Linked DNA regions of Macaca mulatta: region 1 is linked to region 2. The links are chromatin contacts, called in public Hi-C maps. All regions are on one chromosome and are shown on one strand. The core of a region is the stretch at or near the end of the contact, and the rest is flanking DNA. Distances in the headings are between cores, read along the strand shown.

Evidence for each region. Hi-C and Micro-C count contacts between places; a contact is called where the count stands out from the background.
Region 1: a contact with region 2 is called in a Hi-C map of fetal cortex germinal zone, with 2.5 times the contacts expected there. The contact joins the promoter of POC1B here to the promoter of CEP290 in region 2. A contact is called at or near these places in 2 of 14 Hi-C or Micro-C datasets (fetal cortex germinal zone and fetal cortical plate).

Annotation. Positions count from the first base shown.
Region 1 is chr11:96,802,102-96,806,199 of T2T-MMU8v2.0, forward strand. POC1B (POC1 centriolar protein B) reads right to left here and starts at 2,092. Exons shown (of 12, transcript NM_001261628.1): 1 at 2,065-2,092; 2 at 1,299-1,383. The coding sequence starts at 2,079. It overlaps GALNT4 (polypeptide N-acetylgalactosaminyltransferase 4), which reads right to left and starts at 962. Exons shown (of 1, transcript NM_001194761.2): 1 at 1-962. The coding sequence starts at 714. It overlaps LOC107000962 (a long non-coding RNA gene), which reads left to right and starts at 1,692. Exons shown (of 4, transcript XR_003720735.2): 1 at 1,692-1,979; 2 at 2,381-2,500.
Region 2 is chr11:95,386,434-95,390,790 of T2T-MMU8v2.0, forward strand. It overlaps CEP290 (centrosomal protein 290), which reads right to left and starts at 2,968. Exons shown (of 53, transcript XM_077953219.1): 1 at 2,794-2,968; 2 at 2,084-2,212; 3 at 375-444; 4 at 25-71. The coding sequence starts at 2,185. It overlaps TMTC3 (transmembrane O-mannosyltransferase targeting cadherins 3), which reads left to right and starts at 3,183. Exons shown (of 14, transcript XM_015152434.3): 1 at 3,183-3,364.

The DNA.
Region 1 (4,098 bases), core at 842-3,341, 1.4 Mb after region 2:
TTCCAGCCAACCGGAATTACACTCACAGTGACAATCCAGGAAAGTGAGGACGTCCCCAGTGGCGAAAGTGGCCCCAATCAGACGGGCCCTAACCAGCCCCTCTCGCTTATTGGTCCTAATCAAGCGTACTCTATCAAGATTGCTGATGTAACTTTCAAGTTGCGTCTTCAAATAAACTCTGTCACTCAAGTCATCCACCAAGATGATCTCTTTCAAAAGGACCGCAGGAGAAGTTTCTAAAACACTGTGAATAGTACGGAGCAAAGTCGACCAGGCTTCATTATAGAAAGCAATGATAACAGAGGTGGTAGGAAGTGTCCTATAGTTGAACTTCTGGGACTTACACTCATACATTCTTTTATCCTCTATGTGTCGATGCAGGGAAATTCTGTCACTGAGGTAAATATTGATGGCATATCTCTCAATGAGTTCTTCTTGCTGCTTCAGTTCACCCTCGTTGAGTTGGAGTTTGCTGGCTTTCCCCCACTCCCCAGGTGCATGGGAATCTGCAGGGGGCTTCTTATAAAGCGGTCGAGACAAATCCTCTGTATTTTTCTGGAGGTCTGAGAGCCTTCTTGACCCCAGCTCCCTGGCACGGCCGGCTCCTGCGGAGGCATGAAAAGTGGAGACCAAGAGCTCCACGAAGATATAGGCCACTGTTAAAAACGCCAGCAGCAGGCAGCTCTTGCCTGCCCAAGTCCACCTCACCGCCATCCGGATTCTCAGGGCTGGGGCGCAGACGCAGCCACCCAGCCACCATGCAGGGGAAGGGCGGCGGAACCCACAGCTCGAGCTCAGGTACTTCCCGGCAGGTTCTTCCTTTCATGCAGGCGCTGGGCTTCTTTCCAGCCACCCGGGCTTTCCAGGGGTCACCTGAGCCCTCTCGGTCCTCGGCCTCCGGCACGGCCCAACTCCTCTCTCCCCACTTCCTCCTGCTCGGCTCACAACTTTTCACGAACTCTCCAGCCAACACCCCACCCTCCCCGGGCCCAGGACAAACCCCTCCCCTGCCCACTCACTCCTCCTGGTGGTTAGTTTGCGAAAGTCGTCCGCCAGGCCTGGACTGCTGGATACGTACGAGACTCTTGGCCGGGCCGGGGGCCGGGATGGCCGGGGGCCGGGATGGCCGAGGGGGCCCCAGCTGCGCCCCGCCGCGCTGGGCCCTCGTCTCCGGGTGCTCTCAACCCCCATACAGGCCCCTAGCCGTTCTTCTAGGGACCCTGCCCGGACAGGAGGAAAGGTTTCCGGCCCGTGGAACTTTTGTCTCATTACAAAAGCAAAACAAGAATAAGACTTACCGAGTTGCTTGCCGTTGGGGCTGAAGTCCAAGGAGGTGATCGCAGCTTTGTGGCCTTTGAAATAACGCTCCAGAACGGGGTCCTCCTGGAAAGGAAAGTCGTCAAGTTTTGAAAGCCGCCGCAGACCTCGAATTCTGGGGGCCGGGATCGACGCTGCCACTCCCCCGGAGTCCGGCCTGGGAATGGCCACCCAGGCGGCGGCTTGGCTGGGCGGCGGAGCCGGGCAGCAGCCCACCCACGGGCGCGGCGCCCAGTCCGGCTACAGGGAGACGCCGGCGCCAGCTCTCCCCGCAGGGCCGGTAAAACGCTCTGTTCGCGCTCCCCAGAGTCCAGCGCATCTTAGGAGCCGCGGCCCCTTTGACATGCACGTTCCCGGGCCCCGCCCGCTGGCACAGGGCAGGCAGGTGCTAGGATGCGCCTCGGCTTTGGTACTTTTTTTTTTTTTAAAAAATACTTCCCAGGTGATTCTGACGTAGGCGCTCCACGGAAACCCTCCAAGAATTCTGGGGGCCGTGGGACCGCCCGGCTCAGTCCGGAGCTCCGGAACTCGGGGAAGAGCGCCCGTGAGCTGGGTCTGGTTTCTGCACTCCGTCCGCCCCGGTGGCAGAGAGTGAGATACGGACGCCCCGGGACGAGGGGCTCAGGACCCGGCTGCGGACACCTGCCTCCATCTCCCGTCAGGTGCGGGTTCGGCCCGGACCTGGCTCCGCAGCCGGCGGGACAGGCTCCGGGGAGGGATCCCCCCGCACTTCCAACCCGTTCTTACCGTGGCTGAGGCCATCGGGGGGGAGTGGTCCGCCCCAGGCTCCTGCGGGTGGGGGAACCCGGGGAGGGGAGGGGAGGGGATGGGGCAGGAGAGGGGACCGTGCGGCTCCCGGAACCGTCTGCCCAGAGCGGCAGCGCCTCCCGGTCACTACAACAACGGCGGCCCAGTCAAACCCCGCGCTCCAAGCATGGCTAGCCGAGCCCCGAGACACCGCCAGCCCTGTAAAGAGCGGACGGGAGGGGTGCTCCGGTTCAGTTGTGGCTACACACCAAAGCCATGTTTACTAACACTCGCGTTCCCTGTGGTTTGACGTCAGGAAGCGGGATAGTAACCAGGACGGGAATAAGAGCGATGAATGGAAGGGAGTTGTGAGCCTGTGATCGATGCAATCAGAGTTCTATTATGTTTTAAAGAGACAGCACCCGTGACGTTTAAGGTAATCCCCTACCGCTTATTTTGTTGACGTAAAGCTTTGAAGTGGGGCAGCTTGCTAGTTATTAATATACTAAAAGGAACTAAATCCCCGGAGGGCGGATTTGAATTTATTTAACCACTGTTTTTCCACACAGTGCCCTGCGGGATATTGATATAGATGCTGGATGTGCGTGATGAATGAATGAGTGAATGAATAAATGTCGTGCATACAGTTAATAATGTTCTGCGATATGTTTCCAATCTCATTTGCTGATTTGCGTATACCTTAGAGCACTAAACTTTTTGGAAACATGGTTTTTGGTTTTTTTTTTGTTGTTGTTGTTGTTGTTATGAGACCACCTTTCTACAGCAGACTTTGTCACACATAGTATCATTTGTGCTTCAGTCAAACAATGTAGTTGGTAGAATTACAAAATGTTTTCAATGTTTCCAAGTTATAAACTTGATTCCTAGATATTGGTCTTAGAGGTCACACAGGCAGTTCTTCTAATTCCAAGTCCATATCCTTTTTTTTTTTTTTAACCCTGCCTCAAAGTGTGTTCTGAGCTGAAAATTACATATAGTGTAAAGATCCTTAGCTACATCAAAAGGCATGATAGAGCACAGCTGGTAAGATATGTGTTTTATGCAAATGAAAGGTATGCTACACACCTTAATTACAGATTCCCTAGTTGTCTAGTGATTGAGTTTAATTTTATTAAATATGGTACTTAACAACTAAACAGGTAGGCTTTAGATTACAGTGTTAGTTAATTTAAGTATACACTTGTTAAATATCTGTTGTATGTTTGGCCTTGAGGGACACAATGATGACTAAGATATTTCCCCTACCTTCAAGAACTCAGCAATCTAGGGTTGATGAGTCTCATGCTTTAGCATTTCTAATGTTGATTTGGGGGCCCCATTTCCAGAGATGCTGAATCAACATATACAAGGTGGGATCCAGGGCCCTTCTGATGTAACAAGCTCCATAGATGATTACTATGGGAGTCTCAGCTGTCTATGTTGAGAAACACTACATTAGTCTAGGAGATGATATGTTGAGAGTGTTGATACCAGCAACTTGTCAGCAAACTGTTGCAGGACTCTTAGTTTTGCTACATATTCCCAGTTTAGGCTTGACTTATTTTAAAAGCCTGCCAAATATATTTAAAAATTATTTTTAAATAATGCTGGATACTGGTGGGAATGTAAAATGATGTAGCTCTGTTAAAAAAATTTTCAGTTCCTCAAAAAGTTAAACCTAAAATTACCTTATAATCCAGCAATCTCACTGCTAGGTATATCCCATAAGTATTGAAAGCAGAGACTCCAACAGATGCCAGTGTTCAAAGCAAGCATTATTTACAATAGCCAAAAAGTGGATACAATCCAAGTATCCAACAGATGAATGGATAAACAAAATGTGTGTGATATATACATATAAGGAAATATTATCCTGCCATAAAAAGAAATGAAATTCTGATACAAGCTACAACATGGATGAACCTTGAAAACATTTTGCTAAGTGAATAAGCCAAACACAAAGGAGCATATTGTATGATTCCACTCATATGAGGTACCTAGAATAGGTGAATTCGTAAGGACAGAAAGTCGAAT
Region 2 (4,357 bases), core at 1,718-4,217:
CCTAGGGAACACAAAAAGACATACCTCCAGTTCATTTTCCAGTTTCATTACTTTAGTTTTTAATTGATTTTCTATTTAAAAAAAAAAAAAAGACAAATGTTTTAATTGATTAGTTACCACAGAACAAACTTTTACATAAATTTTAATAACAAAATTAATTCTTTTAAAAGAGTCCATCATGATTATAAGGTAACAAAAAGTATTATACGGCAGATCCATAAAACAGGAGTCTAGAAATATGTATTATTAAATAAATGTTATATATTAAAAATAAATTGAATATATACAGTTTATAGAATTTAATTTTCTACAGCTTAATGAACAAATGGAACTCATTATTTAATAACATAATAAACTTTTTCCAAGGTGCTTACCAAATTTTGCTTGTTCTTCTCCAGCTTTTTCTACTTCCTCCAAAGCCAGCTCTACTTCTTGAGCTTTCATCTAAACATTTAAAAAAAGTTTATTTCAATATGCCTTTAAACTGGAATGTAAGCACTGAAAATAAAAATTTTGTTTTCTTATGCTCATTAGTGCCAGCAATGGCTGGCACATGGAGACTTTCAGTAAATATTTGTTGAATGAATAAATAATTTTTTCTCTCCTTTTTTTTCGCTTTTGAAATAGGGCCTCACTTTGTCACCCAGGCTGGAGTGCAGTGGCACAATCTCAGCTTACTGCAACCTCTGCCTCCTGGGCTCAAGCAATCTTCCCATCTCAGTCTCCTGAGTAGCTGGGACTACAGGTGCATGCCATTATGCTCAGCGTGCCATCATGCTCGGCATGCCATCATGCTTGGTGTGCCATCATGCTCAGCAAATTTTTTCGTAGAGGCAAGGTCTCACTATATTATCCAGGCTGGTCTCCAACTCCCAGCCTCAGGCAATCCTCCTGCCTTGGCCTCCCAAAGTGCTGGGATTATAGACGTGAGCCACCATGCCAGGCAATTTTCTTACTTAAGACGACAATTTCTAGATTTTTAATAGCATGAAACATTTTTGATTCTCCCTTTTACCTCAAGTCCTCAAGTCTTATATCCAGTAAAGCAACATATCTCTTTGTAATGTTTTTCCACTACTTTTTTTCTGTTCCAATTGCTATTATTCTAATGCATAATTTCAGGTTTAAACTCCTCTATAATGTGATGTTTGCAAAGCTCCGATTTCCTTCAGTTTGTCCTATATAATAGACTCAGTTTTGCCTTCCTAAGGCCTATTTTTGTACCTATCAACTGTGGTTCGAAAACGCCTTCTCAATTGCTGACAGCATAAAATACACCTTTAATGACCTCAAGAACCTATCTCAAAGTACCTACCCAAGATTTGTTTTCTCTACAGCCTGCTACAAACTTGCTGCACCGCATTTCCTCAAATGTAAAGAATAAACTTATTTCCTATCCTCAATATTTATTTATGGTAACCAACAGCTCTAGAATTCCCTTACTATCTTACCACTGCATTACCTTCCACTTACCTAAAACTACTCCTCAGTATTCATCCTCTGTGAAGTCTTCTGACACCTCTTAGATCACTTCCCCTCTTAACAAATCCCTATAGCAGTCATTGTCTGCATTTGTCATTTGGACCTCAGGATATATTTCCTTATGTTATTTTTCAACATACTCATTCTATTTCCCCTACATACCCTTTTAGAAACTTTAAGTAGAAACTAGCAATGTTTTACATACTAAAATACTTAATCTACATTTAAATATATTGCACTTTTGAGGGGTGATGTAGATATTACCAAGTATTTTCACAAAGATTACTTTATATAAGAACAGATTTTTATAGTTCCTCTAATAGCCAAACCTATCATTAAAACCTACTACATACAAACCTTCATTAGTGACTGAGTAATTCTGAAAAGGTGTATCACATTTTCTTGCTTTTCACTTTTTAGCTCATTTACTTCCACCTAAGTAAACAGAAAAGCAACTGTTTTATATTTTATAACCTTTAAGCAAAATATAAGAACTCTTCCAGATTGTGACAATTAATAGTTGTTTCTGAAAAAAAAATTCATATTTTATTAATAATCATAAGTTAATGTATATATCTATTATTATTGACCAAGTAAGCACCTTGGATAAGGAAATCAATAAATTATCTGCCAGTTCTTCTTGACGGGGCAGGTCATCTGGGTCAACTTTCATTATTTCTTTCCAGTTTATATTAGGTGGCATCTTGAATTCTTTCACTGTGCTCCACCTCTGTAACAAAACAGGTGGATATTAGCATTTTCAAGGTACACAGCATTATTGGTTTTCTAATAGCCTACATTTTTTGCAGATTATTTCATTATAACTTTCTTATGTTAGCAAAGAACTATGCCTTAGCCACAAAACAGACAAGTGGGCAAAATAGCCTTGATCAAAAATAGCAGTCGGCACAAACTGTCAGAGAGTGTACCGGCTAAATAAAATGTGACGGCTTCCTTGCTAACACTAATATAAGTTAGGACTAAGATTTCTGGGTCCCTTCCTCCACACCGCCTACCCACAACGCGCGCGAACACCCTAATCTTGGCAAGCGCGAGGGTCTGTGGAAGGCTGACAATGATCCTTGATTTGGAGAAGCAGAATTGGGGCTGGAAAAAAAAAAAAAAAAAGAAGCAGAAATTAACAATTGGAATGAGTGAAGTTGTGCGGCGGAAACCGGAACCGAAGTAAGGCAGGATTACGGACCCGAGGCTGGAAGGGACGGGGTAGCTGCGCTGCGGCACACGGGCCCTAAGGCTAAAGAACCTGAACGTGGAGTGACTCGCTGATCCTGCTTACAGGGATCCACCCACCTACACCAAGCCTGGCAACCAGCGGAGGTCCCTCACTACCACAACCACCAAGCTGGACAGATCCCTATCGCGGTTCCACGCGGACTCTGGGTCCAGCCAAATGGTCCCCAAGGAAGCCAAAGCGGCAGCGGCTGCTAAGCGACACCATCCCTAACTCCGCCGGGGCCAGAAGAAGATCCCGGATGCAAAGAGAGCCTACAATTCACGACCGTGGGTGATGCTTTACGTTTAGATTCTCCGCCGGAGTCCCAGGACTCGGTGTTCAGGATGATGAGAAGGCGTGGAACGAGGACTCCAAATCCCAGAGTGCAGATGTGCCTGAGGTTTGTGCATGCTGGGAACTGAAGTCCCTGAGAAGAGGAGATAAGGCGCTCCCGGCGTGCAACGCGGAAGGCTGCGACGGTACCGGGGCGGCGGGGAAGGACCGAGAGGCGGGAGGCGCAGTGGCTGAGGCGCCTACGAGCTGGTGGCCTGAACGAGGTAGACCATGACTGTGGCTTTAGTGGCGTCACTCGCTGGGCCGCTCTTCATGAGGTTTTCCTAAGCCATCCCCTGGCGGAACCGCTTCCAGGTGAGGTCGAGCTGTGGGTCAGCGTATCAGGAGGAGTTGAGGGCAGCAGTCTGGGTTAGAGAAGCTTCTGCTATTGGGGCCGTAGGGCCTGGCCCCATTCTGAAAAAGTGGAAACACCCTGCCTTCTCTTCAGGCGTTTGCAGGCGGCGTCCAAGGTAGTGCCTTCTGTAAGAAGGAAAAAACAAAAAGTTTTAGCCTTGTTTAGTATCAGAATCTTTCTTGGTAGAGTGAGAGCCGCGCAGCCGTGATCCTCGTTTGGGGGCGAGCGAAGAATTGACAAGAGGTCTCGGCATCCTCTGACCCCGCCAGCCTTACCTGTAGCACCATTCCCTTCGCAGATGGTGGGACTTGATGGTTGTGGAGCTAGTATAAAGGGAAGGCTCTAGAGAGGAGAGGTTAGTGCTTGTCCGGGCCACTGCCGGGGGTGGAGAGAGAAGGTACCCGAGGACTCACCTGTACTATTGTCACTGCTTGGTTACCTAGGGTGTCCTTCCATGAAAGCGCCTTCTCTGGTGTTTACCACGCTTACTTGTGCAAGTTTTGCTCATCTGCTCATAGCCATACTGGAGTGCGATACACCTCTAACTAACTTTCCTAAGAAGCTGTAGATTTAAATCTAAATGACATTTCCAACTATCTGTACCAGTGCTTCTCATCTTTCTTTTTTTTTTTTTTTAACGCTGCTTTAAAAAAAATTTTACTATACTTGATGGTAAATTTTCCTTTCGAAAATAAGTAATGAATTTCTTTTTAAACTCCCAATTTGGGTAAAATAAATAGCTCAGTACAAAATAAAAATATACTGGTTTTGTGAGATAAATTTTAAAGACATTAGTTAGATTTATAGGAATGACAATTTTACTACTTTTCTGAAAGATTTTATGCCAAATACTATTCATTATCTTGTTTATTCTTCCTTACAATCCAGTGAAATAGGTGCTTACGTTGTCCTCATTTTCCATCTAAGTTAAGAAACTGAGGTTTGGAGAAGCT